Linked DNA regions of Sus scrofa: region 1 is linked to region 2. A link is a contact called in public targeted proximity ligation data. All regions are on one chromosome and are shown on one strand. The core of a region is the stretch at or near the end of the contact, and the rest is flanking DNA. Distances in the headings are between cores, read along the strand shown.

Evidence for each region.
Region 1: a contact with region 2 is called in a targeted proximity ligation map of alveolar macrophages. A contact is called at or near these places in 2 of 47 Hi-C or Micro-C datasets (embryonic fibroblasts and skeletal muscle) and 1 of 2 datasets of targeted methods (alveolar macrophages).

Annotation. Positions count from the first base shown.
Region 1 is chr4:14,572,913-14,578,654 of Sscrofa11.1, reverse strand. All of the region lies in intron 2 of NSMCE2 (E3 SUMO-protein ligase NSE2), which reads left to right. Among named protein-coding and RNA genes, the nearest start is that of WASHC5, 22 kb to the left of the region's middle.
Region 2 is chr4:14,224,066-14,229,826 of Sscrofa11.1, reverse strand. No RefSeq gene overlaps it. Among named protein-coding and RNA genes, the nearest start is that of TRIB1, 71 kb to the left of the region's middle.

The sequences.
Region 1 (5,742 bases), core at 1,320-3,819, 350 kb before region 2:
TCAGAAATTCACCCTGTTGCGGGCATTTGCTCTTAAAATGTTAGAATGTAATAGTTGGTCTCTGTGGGTAACTAAACTTCTATCTTAAAAGAACAAAATCAAAATTAATAGCAAGTCTTTGATACTTTGTATATTTTTTGTTTGTTTTGTCTTTTTGCCATTTCTTGGGCCGCTCCTGAGGCATATGGAGGTTCCCAGGCTAGGGGTCGAATCGGAGCTGTAGCTGCCGGCCTACACCAGAGCCACAGCAACGCGGGATCCGAGCCGCGTCTGCAACCTACACCACAGCTCACGGCAATGCCGGATCGTTAACCCACTGAGCAAGGGCAGGGATCGAACCCACAACCTCATGGTTCCTAGTCAGATTCGTTAACCACTGCGCCACGACAGGAACTCCTATACTTTATATTTTAACTCCACCTGTATTAATGTCTGTGATGTTACCTGTCATATATTTGAGGTGTGATTGTGGAAGGTTAGCCTTTCAGAGTTAATTTTTTTTTTTTTTCTCTTCAGTGATAGGTTCACCGTTTAAGCCATGGAGTAATAGTATATACTTAATTGTATATACTATGCACCAATGGCCATACTGGGCATATATCTCTTGATCCAGTTTTTTTTACTTCAAGCATATAACTTTTAAAGGATGAGTAAATAGCTACCTATTAAAAGTTGGGTTTTTGTTTTTCCAAAGAAGAGCATAATATCAAACTGAATTTAAAGTTTGCAAATTATGAATTTAAAGAATGCAAACACATAGATGCATTATGGGGCTTACTAAACGTCCCTTAAGTTGTTATTTAAAGTAATCCAGGAGTTCCTGTCGTGGCTCAGTGGTTAACGAATCTGACTAGGAACCAAGAAGTTGTGGGTTTGACCCCTGGCCTCGCTCAGTGGGTTAAGGATCTGGTGTTGCCATAAGCTGTGGTGTAGGTCGCAGATGTGGCTCGGATCCCAAGTTGCTGTGGCTCTGGTGTCGGCCGGCGGGTACAGCTCCGATTCGACCCCTAGCCTGGGAAACTCCATATGCCTCGGGAGCGGCCCAAGAAATGGCAAAAAGACCAAAAAAAAAAAATCCAGTTTTCCTCTAAGACCACAATAGAAAATAAACAGTTTAACCAGGCTTCACCAGATCTGCTTCTCTCTTGATTACTTCATAACATAGCTTCACAGGAGCAGATGTAAACAGTAGACTCTTGTCTTGGTGTCTATCATCATTAGGGTAGATGGCTCTTAATTTAAAAGTCACCAGTGTTCTACCTCCTTGGCTTTTCATGTGTTCCCGCTTTTCAGCTGAGCCCCTTAAGATGCCAAAACCTGATTTCCCGATACCACTTAATTATTTTCCTTTGTTTCACAGGGCTTTTTGCATTTATTTATTTATTTATTTAATGTCTGTAATGGTCTTCCTTTGAACTGGGTTTCCTCAGGGCACAGACCTCAGGGTTGCATCTGATATTTTCAGAGGCTGGGGCTCATTTGATGCTCATCAGGTGTTAAATGTGTGTATTAATATGTTAGTAAATGGCTTTTAACAACATTCTTTAAATACAGATATTTGGATCCAGAATACAGAAAACTAAGTTGCTTTCCAAAATTAGAAATTGAGCACTTTCGTTAATTGGGGAACCTAATTTTTTGAAGACTTTGCACTTAATTTTTATGTAAGGACTGGTTAATCCAGTGGTTCTGAAACTTGGGACGAATGACTTAGAGAGCTGTTAAAACACAGATTTCTGGCCACCACCACTAAAGTTGCAAGAGATGTGGGATAAGTTGAAGAATTTGCACTTTTAACAAGTTCCCCAGGTAACGCCGATGCTGCTCGCCCAAGGACCACATTTTGGTTTAATCATCTCCCCTTTGATGAGAAACATAAGCCACTAGATGGCATCAGAACACTTCTTATGAGGTAGCTGTCGGGGCGTAACTGATCTGTTAATTGCAGGGTTCAGGATTGTATAAAAGGTACAGTAACTAAATTATTGGAATTCAGTAGCTTGGAGCCTGAATTATTCCATATATCTAAAAGTACCAAAAAAAAAAAATGTTTAGTTCAGACCAGAAAAACTGTGAGGCTATTGAGATCACAACGTTTTAAGATCAGCTCTTCTAGAAATGAGGAATATACCTCTCATTTCCACCAGCTTCATTTCCAGTTATCCAGGTTACTCAGTTCATTTACTTACCAGCGATATATGTGTCTCATATTTATTATTTACTATTCTAAGTTGGTGCCTCTTGATTTTGTGGTTGATAACTTTTAAAAGCCACTTTAAAAAGATGTATCAACAGTAGGTGTAATTCTCTCAGCGGGCCAGTTGTGTGGCGAATAGTTTGGGGATGTTAAAAAGTGTGAAATGTGTTTTTCTTTCCTCTTGGCTTCCTTCGTCAGAAAGTTGAGCAGTTTCCTTTTTAAGGGCTCTGGAGAGGAGAGCTTGGGCTGCTCTTGGCCTCACCTCACCTCATGTTACCACTCTCACTCCATAAATTTCCAACCATTCCAACACCTCCAGATTTTCTTTCTTCCACTGACTGTACCAACCTGAAATTTGGCTTGGTTTCTCCACATGATGGCATGTGTGGAAATAATTGCTTGCTCTGCTCTCCTGTTTGCTGAGCTCTCCCATCCATATTAAGGTGTCACTTTTTGAAATAGTAAATGAGTCATCTTTTAGATTTCTAAAACAGAATCTGTATAGTACCTGAGTACTGCCTCGGTTTTTCTAGATGCTGGAGAATAACAATTTTTTTTTTTTTTTTTAGAATAACATTTGAGTTGATTTCTACTTTTTTTTTTTTTTTTTTAAATCTTTGAATCAGAGACGTGGCTTAGGTTTCAATGATCTAATAGAATGTGAAAATGACCGCTACAGAAAGAACTGAAATGGTGTCGCTCGATCAGATTTTAAAATTAAACTAGCATTTTGTATTATACGTATGATCATTGAAAACAATTAAGACTAGTTTAATTCTAGGCAAAGAGTACAATTCATGGCAGAGGTAGAACAGACTTAGGATCATTTTTGAAACATCAAGGCTTTTTAAAAGACATTGAAGTTTGTCTTTCAGTAAGCAGAAACATGCTTTTATTTGATTGGTGATTAACAGATGAAACCAATTTGATTATTCTAGAGAAAATTATTTTATTATCCAGACTTATTTATCCCTCTTCTTTCTGTGCTTTATAACTGAAATTGTGTGTTCTATATAAGTGGAAAGTTATATTTATATGTAGCAGCACTGTCCAATAAAAATATAATGTGAGCCGCGTATGTAACTTAAAATATTCCACCGTCCTCATTACAAAAGGCAAGAAGAGTAGGAATTAATTTCAGTAATGTTTTATCTAATCTAATGTGCCTAGAATATTATTTCAGTATGTAATCAGTATTAAAATTGAGTTATTTTTACATTTACATTCTTTTTTTTGTGCCAGGTTCCAAGTTCAAAATCTTATGATGGATCTCAATCCAGACTAGCCAAATTTCAAATGCCTAATTGCCACTGCATGTGGCAAATGGCAACTGTAATAGCAAGTAGAGAGGGTATTTCACTTTTCAGTGACTCTATCAAGAAATTTTAAGGGTAGTTAAATCAATCAGTTTTGTAGCTTTTTAGAGGTTTTGGTGATATTCACATTGAACCAGTTAGTAAAACAAGATAATACTATTTACCGATTTCTGTTTTTTCCTTTCTCTTTTTTCTCTTTGTATTAGTCGCCCTCTACCACTGGCGTGATTGGTATTTTAGGTTTTTCCCCAAATTGTTTAACCAGCTTAAACTTACTTCTGCAGATCCTATTAATATTTGCTTCTGTTTGAAATGTCACATGCTGATTTGACTCCACACCTACACTACTTTCATATTTTGTAGCTGATGTGGTAATTTAGTTTCTTTTGGTCTTGAGCAAGCTAGAGGGAGTAAGCCTCTTAAGCAGCCAGAACACTCTAGTTGCTGTAAACAATTAGGCCTGTCAGCAGTTGACCTTGGAAATGCTAATTTGCTTGTCTCTTGGTGCTGCTTCAGGCCCTGGCTTTCTCCCTGTGGGTGGGAGTTATGAACCCAGTTTGGAGAAGGCCCTTGGGGAAGCACCAAATAGATGTGCTTCTTGCTTCAGTTTTGCATGTGACCAAGTGCAAGAGGCATTCTTTGTGTGAACTTCTTTGAAGGGCTTTAAGAGCCTGCACTGATGCCTAGACTGAAGTTGAGAGGAAGCTTTGTTGACATTTGAATCTCCCCTTCCCCTGCATTCTAGCACTATCTGCCATAATGATTGATTTAAAATGATTTCATTAATGTTTCATTATATCCCTTGATGGGGTTTTACTTTTTTTTTGTCTTTTTAGGGCCACACCCACAGCATATGGAGGTTCCCAGGCTAGGGGTCCAATCGGAGCTACAGCTACAGGCCTACACCACAGCCAGAGCAATGCAGGATCTGAGCCGTGTCTGCGACCTACGTCACAGCTCACAGCAACTACAGATCCTTAACCCACTGAGCGAGGCCAGGGATTGAACCTGTGTCCTCATGGATACTGGTTGGGTTTGTTAACCATGGAGCCACAGTGGGAACTCTAGGTTTTATTTTTGATAACTAACCTAGATTTCTTTTTAACCCCTTCCAGTCAATTGCTCTATTTTTTATGACTACATCATATTCCATTGTTTGAATGTACCACATCTTATCTATGCATTCATTGTTGCTGGACATTGGGTTGTTATTATTAATAAATTATTATTTGGATATTATTAAGAAATATTGCTCTGAACGTTTGTGTACAAATTGATATCATGGTTTTGATTCGCATTTTCTGATGACTAATGAAGTGCAGTATATTTTCATGTGCTTTTTGGACATTTGTATTGGAGAGATGTCTATTTGGATCCTTTGCCCATTTTCAAATTGAGTTATTTCTGTCTCTATTTTTGAGTTGTAAGAGTTCTTTATATATTCTGGATGCAAGTCCAAAATCAAATGTATGATTTATATTTCTTCCCATTCTGTGAGTTGTCTTTTTACTTTATTGATAGTGTTCTTTAAAATATAGAAGTTTTTTATTTGGTGAAGTCCGGTTATCTATTTTCTCTTTTGTTACATGTGTTTTTGATCATACCTAAGAATCTATTGTCAAATCTAAGGTCATGCAAATTTATTCCTATATTTTTTCCTAGGAGTTTCACAGCTCTAGCTATTATATTTAGATCCATTTTTGAATTAATTTTTGTAGATGGCTTGACTAATGGTCCAGTTTCATTCTTTTGTATGTGGCTGTCCAGTTGTCCCAGCATCATTCTTCCCTCATTAATAGTCTTGGTACCTCATTGTTGAAAATCAGTTGACCATTGACATACAAGTTTATTTTTGGACTCTCAATTAATTCTATTCCATTGATAGAATTCTGTATGCCTATCCTTCTGCCATCAGCACATTGTCTTGTAGCTGCTGCTTTGCAGGAAGTTTTGAAGTTGAAAAGTGTAGTCCTCCAACTTTACTCCTTTTTTTCAAAATTGTTTTGAGTTTTTTTGGGGGGGGGTCTCTTGTAATTCTGTATAAATTTTAGGATCAGCCTATCACTTTCTACAGAGAAGCCAGCTGGGTTCTGATGGGATTGCATGAAGCTTATAGTTCAATTTGGGAAACATTATCATCTCAACAATATTGTTTTCCATAGGACCATAGGATTTTTTTTTAGCATCTATTTATATCTTCTGTACTTTTTTCAATGTTTTCAGATTATT
Region 2 (5,761 bases), core at 1,102-3,601:
ACAAGGTCGACTTTGAAATCACAGTCTCGTATTGACTTTTCCTCCTTGTCTGATTCATTCTCCCCACTTCTCATTCTGGCTTCTTGGGCCACCTCCCGAATAAACTGCATTTAACCTTGTCCTTGTCTGAGGCTCTGCTTTTGGGGGAATACAAGCTAACAGAGGTGCCAGCAGCGTCAATCCGTCTCCTGGACTGCCTTTCAGAAGCGGAGGCCCGGGCTTTCGTATCTCTTTGAACATGGCAAGCCTTTCCTCCTCCAGGAGGGCAAGATTTCCACCAGCCGCCAAACCTGATTCCGAACGAAGCTTGCTTTCAAGGTGGGTGACAATCTCACTTGGTGTGGAGTGGGAGCTGGGTGGAGATCCCACCGGAGGACCAGCCTTTGCCAAAATTTGGCTTCAAGTCTGCCTCTGCTGTTTGATCTTGGGCCAGTGACTTGACTTCTCTGGGACCCAGAGGCTTGGTCTGGAAAATGAAGGGCAGTAGCATCAGCTTCCAGGTTTACTGTCAGGATCGAGCATATTCGTGACATCATTTTGTGTTGATAAACAGTGATACATACGCGAGTGATGACTGGTTGAAAACAAGATGGTGGCTGCAATTCAAGAGGTCGGGGCCAGTAAATTGTGAAGGCCAGTTCCCCATGGGAGTCTGAATACATTTGATCAGTGTGACCACATTCGGTCACATCATTAGAAGGGCCTCCCAAGGGGACAGGACAGCTATTTTCTGCCAGTGGTTGTCTTGGTATGCTGGTTACGAAGCCACCGTTGGTCCTCCGTGGGTGTGCCTTGAAGGCACCGTATGGAGAAAGGGTCCAGCCTCTGAGCTTACTTTGTGTGCATTCATGAACTAGTCCTTAAAGAGAAACATGTGACCTTGGGGCTTGGTGCCAGTTGGGGGAGTTTGGGTTGGGGCGTTGGTGTTGCTGTGAACACCATACTGGGGTTGTCCATCCACCAGCAAATATAGGTATTGAGCAATCGTGGCTTGCCAGTCACTATGCTGGTGCTGGGAGTGCAGCAGGAAGCCCTGGCCCTTCTGAGACTACATTCTAATGGAGGATAAGGCAATAAAAAAATACAGACATAGGGTCTGTTGTGCTGTGAAGGAAAATGAAGTGAGAACATGGAGAGGCACTAAGGTACTGATTCGGACTTAGAATCCTGAGGGATCTGGGGCAAAGGCAGGGGTAACAGGTGGTGCAAAGGCCCTGAGGTGGGAGGAAGAGAGGAGGGTGGGGGGAGAGTCAGGGAGAGGGAAAGAGGAAGAGCGGGGAGGAGACTGGAAGAGGAGAGAGAGAGAGAAGTGGTAAGACCAGAGAATTCACGAGTTTCCCCTGTGGTTCAGTGGGTTAAGAACCTGACTAGTATCCATGAGGATGTGGGTTCAATCTCTGCAGTGGGTTCAGACTCCGGCAGTTGCTGTGAGCTGCGGTGTGGATTGCAGATGCGGCTCGGATCCCGTGTTGCTGTGGCGTAGGCTGGCGGCTGCAGCTCAGATTCAACCCTCAGTCTGGGAACTGCCATATGCTGCAGGTGCGGCCCCTAAAAAAGAAAAAACAACAAACAAACAAACAAACAAGCAAAAAACCCCAGAGAATTCAGAGAGGTAATGAGGAAATGAAGAGGCCTGATCGTGGAAGGCTTTGTAGGCCAAGGGAAAGTTGAAGTTCAGCAACTCCTTCTATGCAACGTGATGGCTCGCCCTAGGTAACTAGTTTTCAACTCTAAAATGTCAGCTTTTGAAAAGCACCCACACCCAGGCCCACCCAGGATCTCTGGAGATGGGGCCTGAGCATCCATGTGGTGACAACTCTCTCCAACCCCCATCATATCTAACTGCTGGTGGCTAGAGAGGAGGAACACTGGACCGGAAGGGCCTCCTTCCAGCAGGAGGCACCCCCAGTGGGACACCACCCTCCCTCTTGTCCCTCTCAGTGTTCTCTGTAGGCTCAGACCAGCATCAGCCTCTGCCAGCAGCCTGCCTTCCCGTCGAACATCCAAATCTGCAGGAAGAGCTGATCAGCCGTGTCCGGGGCCTCCTTGCTGGCCACAGACCCTGGGACCAGAGGGCACAGGGCCGCGGCCACCCTTGGCCTTGGGAGATTTTGTTTACGGAGCACATTTCACTTCTACAGAGGCCCACAGCTGCGATCTTGCCTCATCACAGTTGCCAACTGTGGGGGGGCGGCCTTCACCCCCCGCCTGCTAGTTTCTCAAGTTCCTCTTTTGGGCATGTGCCTGTCCCTCCGAGTTCCCGTGGCTGCGTGGAAGTGGACTGAGGCCCAGAGGGTGACTAAGAGGGGAAGCCCCTGCGCCGAGGCTCCCAGCGGCTCCTGCATTGCGTAAGGGCTATTTTTGAGGCGATTGCAGACGATCTGATGAATCATAGCAAACACACATGGCTCTGGCGGTGGGGACAATCCTTCCTCATGAAGCTGTGGAAAGTGGAGCTTCTCAAAATGAATCAGCAGCAGCAGAACCCTGGGTCTGTGGGAGGTGGATGAGGGTGCAAATTACACATTTCCACAGTATTGGGGTGCGGCCTCTGGGAGCAGGGGCTGCGGGGACCCGAGCTTGTGGTTTCCTCCATGACTCAAAGGGCCTCCCTCACCCACTTGAGCCTGCCACTGGAACCGAGTGACCTTCCATCATGGAACAAAGTCCCTAGCACTTGCCGAGGAGTTGAAGATTGGAGAAAATCTGCAGGGGCACAGCTAGTGTAGATGCTTGGCCGTGACACACGCACAGGCTTTGAATCCAGAAACCCAGGAGGCCTCCCTTGAGTGGGGAGCCCGTGTGAGAAATTCTTGACCATGAGGAGAAGGCTCAAACAATTCCTCGGAGGGAGATGGGGAGGCCCTCCCTGCTCCCCCAAGCTCAGACTGGTGTGAACGGAAGGGCAGAGCTGTGTGGTGGTTGGGGCCTCAGACTATGGGATTAGACAATACTGGGTTTAGGGTCCAATTCCAATATGGCGACTCGGCACATGGGCCCAAGATATAGCTGAGTCTCCAGTTTTCTCATTTGTAAAATCAGGAAATATCTGCCTGGGAAGACTGTCATTAAGGACCCAGGAGGATTGCATGAGGCAGCAGGATATAGATGCTAAGAATCAGACTTTACAGCTTGAAGTTTAACTCCTTGTTCTGTGGCTCATTAGCTGTGTGTCCTTAAGCAGGTGACTTAACTGTCCTGTGCCCCAGCTTTCTCATCTTTAAAAGGGAATTATATTATAGCACCTTCCTCATGGAGTTGATAAATAAGCTAATATATATATATAATTGAAAGAAGGTGGCCCAGTATGTAAGTAAGAGTTCTTAATAAATGCTAGTATTGTTATATAAAGTAATTGTTATAGCATTGTCATAGATTTATTACAGACAGAGCACACAAAAATGTAGTTATTATTCATTGTTATCATTAAATTTTTTTTTTTTTTTTTTTAGAGAACTGGAGTGGATTTGGATAAAAGCTGAGGCCTGAAGGGGCATCAGAGAAAGGAAAATCTGAAGTCAGGAACAAGCAACACTCAGATTTGTATGGAACCACAGGGGACTCTGAATAGTCAACGCAATCTTGAGAAAGAAGAACAAAGATGGATACATCATGATCCCTGATCTAAAGCTATATTATAAAGCTATAATAACTAAAACAGTATGACAGGAGTTCCCATTGTGGCTCAGTGGTAACAAACCTGACTGGTATCTGTGAAGATGCGGGTTCCATCCCTGACCTCACTTGGTGCATTAAGGATCCTGGGTTGCTGTGAGATGTGATGTATGTCTGACACCAAAAGCAAAGCAAAAATAAACAAGTGGGACTACATCAAAATCATCTGCACAGCAAAGGCAACTATCAACAGAATGAAAATGCAGCCTGAAACGCAGAATGAAGATGAAACAGAATGAGAGAAAATAACTGCAAATCATATACCTGATAAGCAGCTATCAGGCAAAATATACAAAGAACTCATACAACTCAATAGCAAAAACCCAAACAACCTGATTAAAAAATGAACAGAGGACGTTTTCCCAAAGAAGACACACAGATGGCCAATAGATGCAGGAAAAGATGCTCAATATCACCAGCCATCAGGGAAATGTAAATCAAAACTACAATGAGATATCAGCTCACATTTCTTAGAATGGCTGTTATCAAGAAGACAAGAAATAGGAGTTCCCGTCATGGCTCAGGGGTTAACGAATCTGACTAGCATCCATGAGGACGCAGGTTTGATCCCTGGCCTTGCTCAGTGGGTTAAGTATCTGGTGTTGCCATGAGCTGTGGTGTAGGTCACAGACGTGGCTCAGATCCTGCATTGCTGCAGCTGTGGCGCAGGCCAGCAACTACAGTTCTGATTTGACCCCTATCCTGGGAACCTCCATATGCTGCAGGTGTGGCCCTAAAAAGCAAAAAAGATTAAAAAAAAAAAAAGAAAAAAGAAGACAAGAAATAAATGTTAGGAAACAGAAAAAATGGAACCCTAGTATACTGTTGGTAGGAAGGTAAATTGGTGTAACCATTGTGGAAAACAATGGAAGTTCCTCAAAAAGTTAAAAATAGAACTACCATATGATCCAGCAATTCCGCTTCTGAGTATTTATTTCAAGAAAATAAAAATAACAATTTGAAAAGATATATGCAGCCCCATGTTCATTGTGGCATTATTTGCAATAGCCAGGATATGAAAACAGCCTTTGTCCATTGATGATTGAATGGATAGAGAATATGTGATACAAACACACACACACATGCAATGGAATATTAGCCATAAAAAGAATGAAATCTTGCCATTTATGACAATGTGGATGGACCTTGAGGGCGTTAATAGAGAAATAAGTCAGACAAAGAAAGATAAATACTGAATGACCTCTCTTATATGTGGTATCTGCAAAAAAACAAAACGAAACAAAACAAAAAATAACCCCCCAAAAAACCTCCAGAAACAACATAGACACAGAGAACAGATTAGTGGTTGCAAGAGGTGAGCCATGGGAGAAATGGGTAAACTGGGTTTTTTTTGGAGGGGGGGGGTTTGTTTTGTTTTTTGTTTTTTAGTTTAAATAAATTGAATAAAAATTTTAAAAAAAATCTGAAGTCAGGAAGACTGCAGAAGTCAGACTTTGGGTCTCCTTTATATTTCTGGTTGGTTTGGTCCAAAGCAGAGACTTTGCAAGTAGCTGGCCAGTGGGAGAAAGACAGGGGGAGAGTCTGCCTTGGAGAAGGCTAGAGTTCAGGGTGACCCCGATTTATCTCTCCGCCATGATGGGACAACTTTGCATATTGCTCAATCTCTAGTGTTGAGAGATGAGCCTGGTGACACTTTTGCAGGCTGTGCTGCCCCACAGCAGAATCAGGCCACAGAGGATGTGATGAGAGTTTCCACTGATACATTTGTAGAAAACATGCAGTATTGGGCAATAGCTGAAAATTTGAGACGTTTTCAGTGGCTGCTGCTTGTGAACATGGTGCCTTACAGAGGAGGGCTCAAGGTTCTGGCTTGTAGATTTTGTGTGCATACGCCTTACGGCTGGACTTGAGGTTAACCTGCTTTCTGTAACTAGAATGTCCTAATAGAACGGTTCGTGCCCTTGGCTGCAAATTTGAATCATACGAAAAGCTTTAAAAAAATAATGGTGCTTGGGCTCTATGCCAGACCAAAAGGCCATGGGTAGGTCCGGTCATTGTATGGTTTAAAAGCTCCCCAGGTGGTTTCTATGTGCAGTGAGGGTTGAAAAGCCACTGTTCCAGTTCA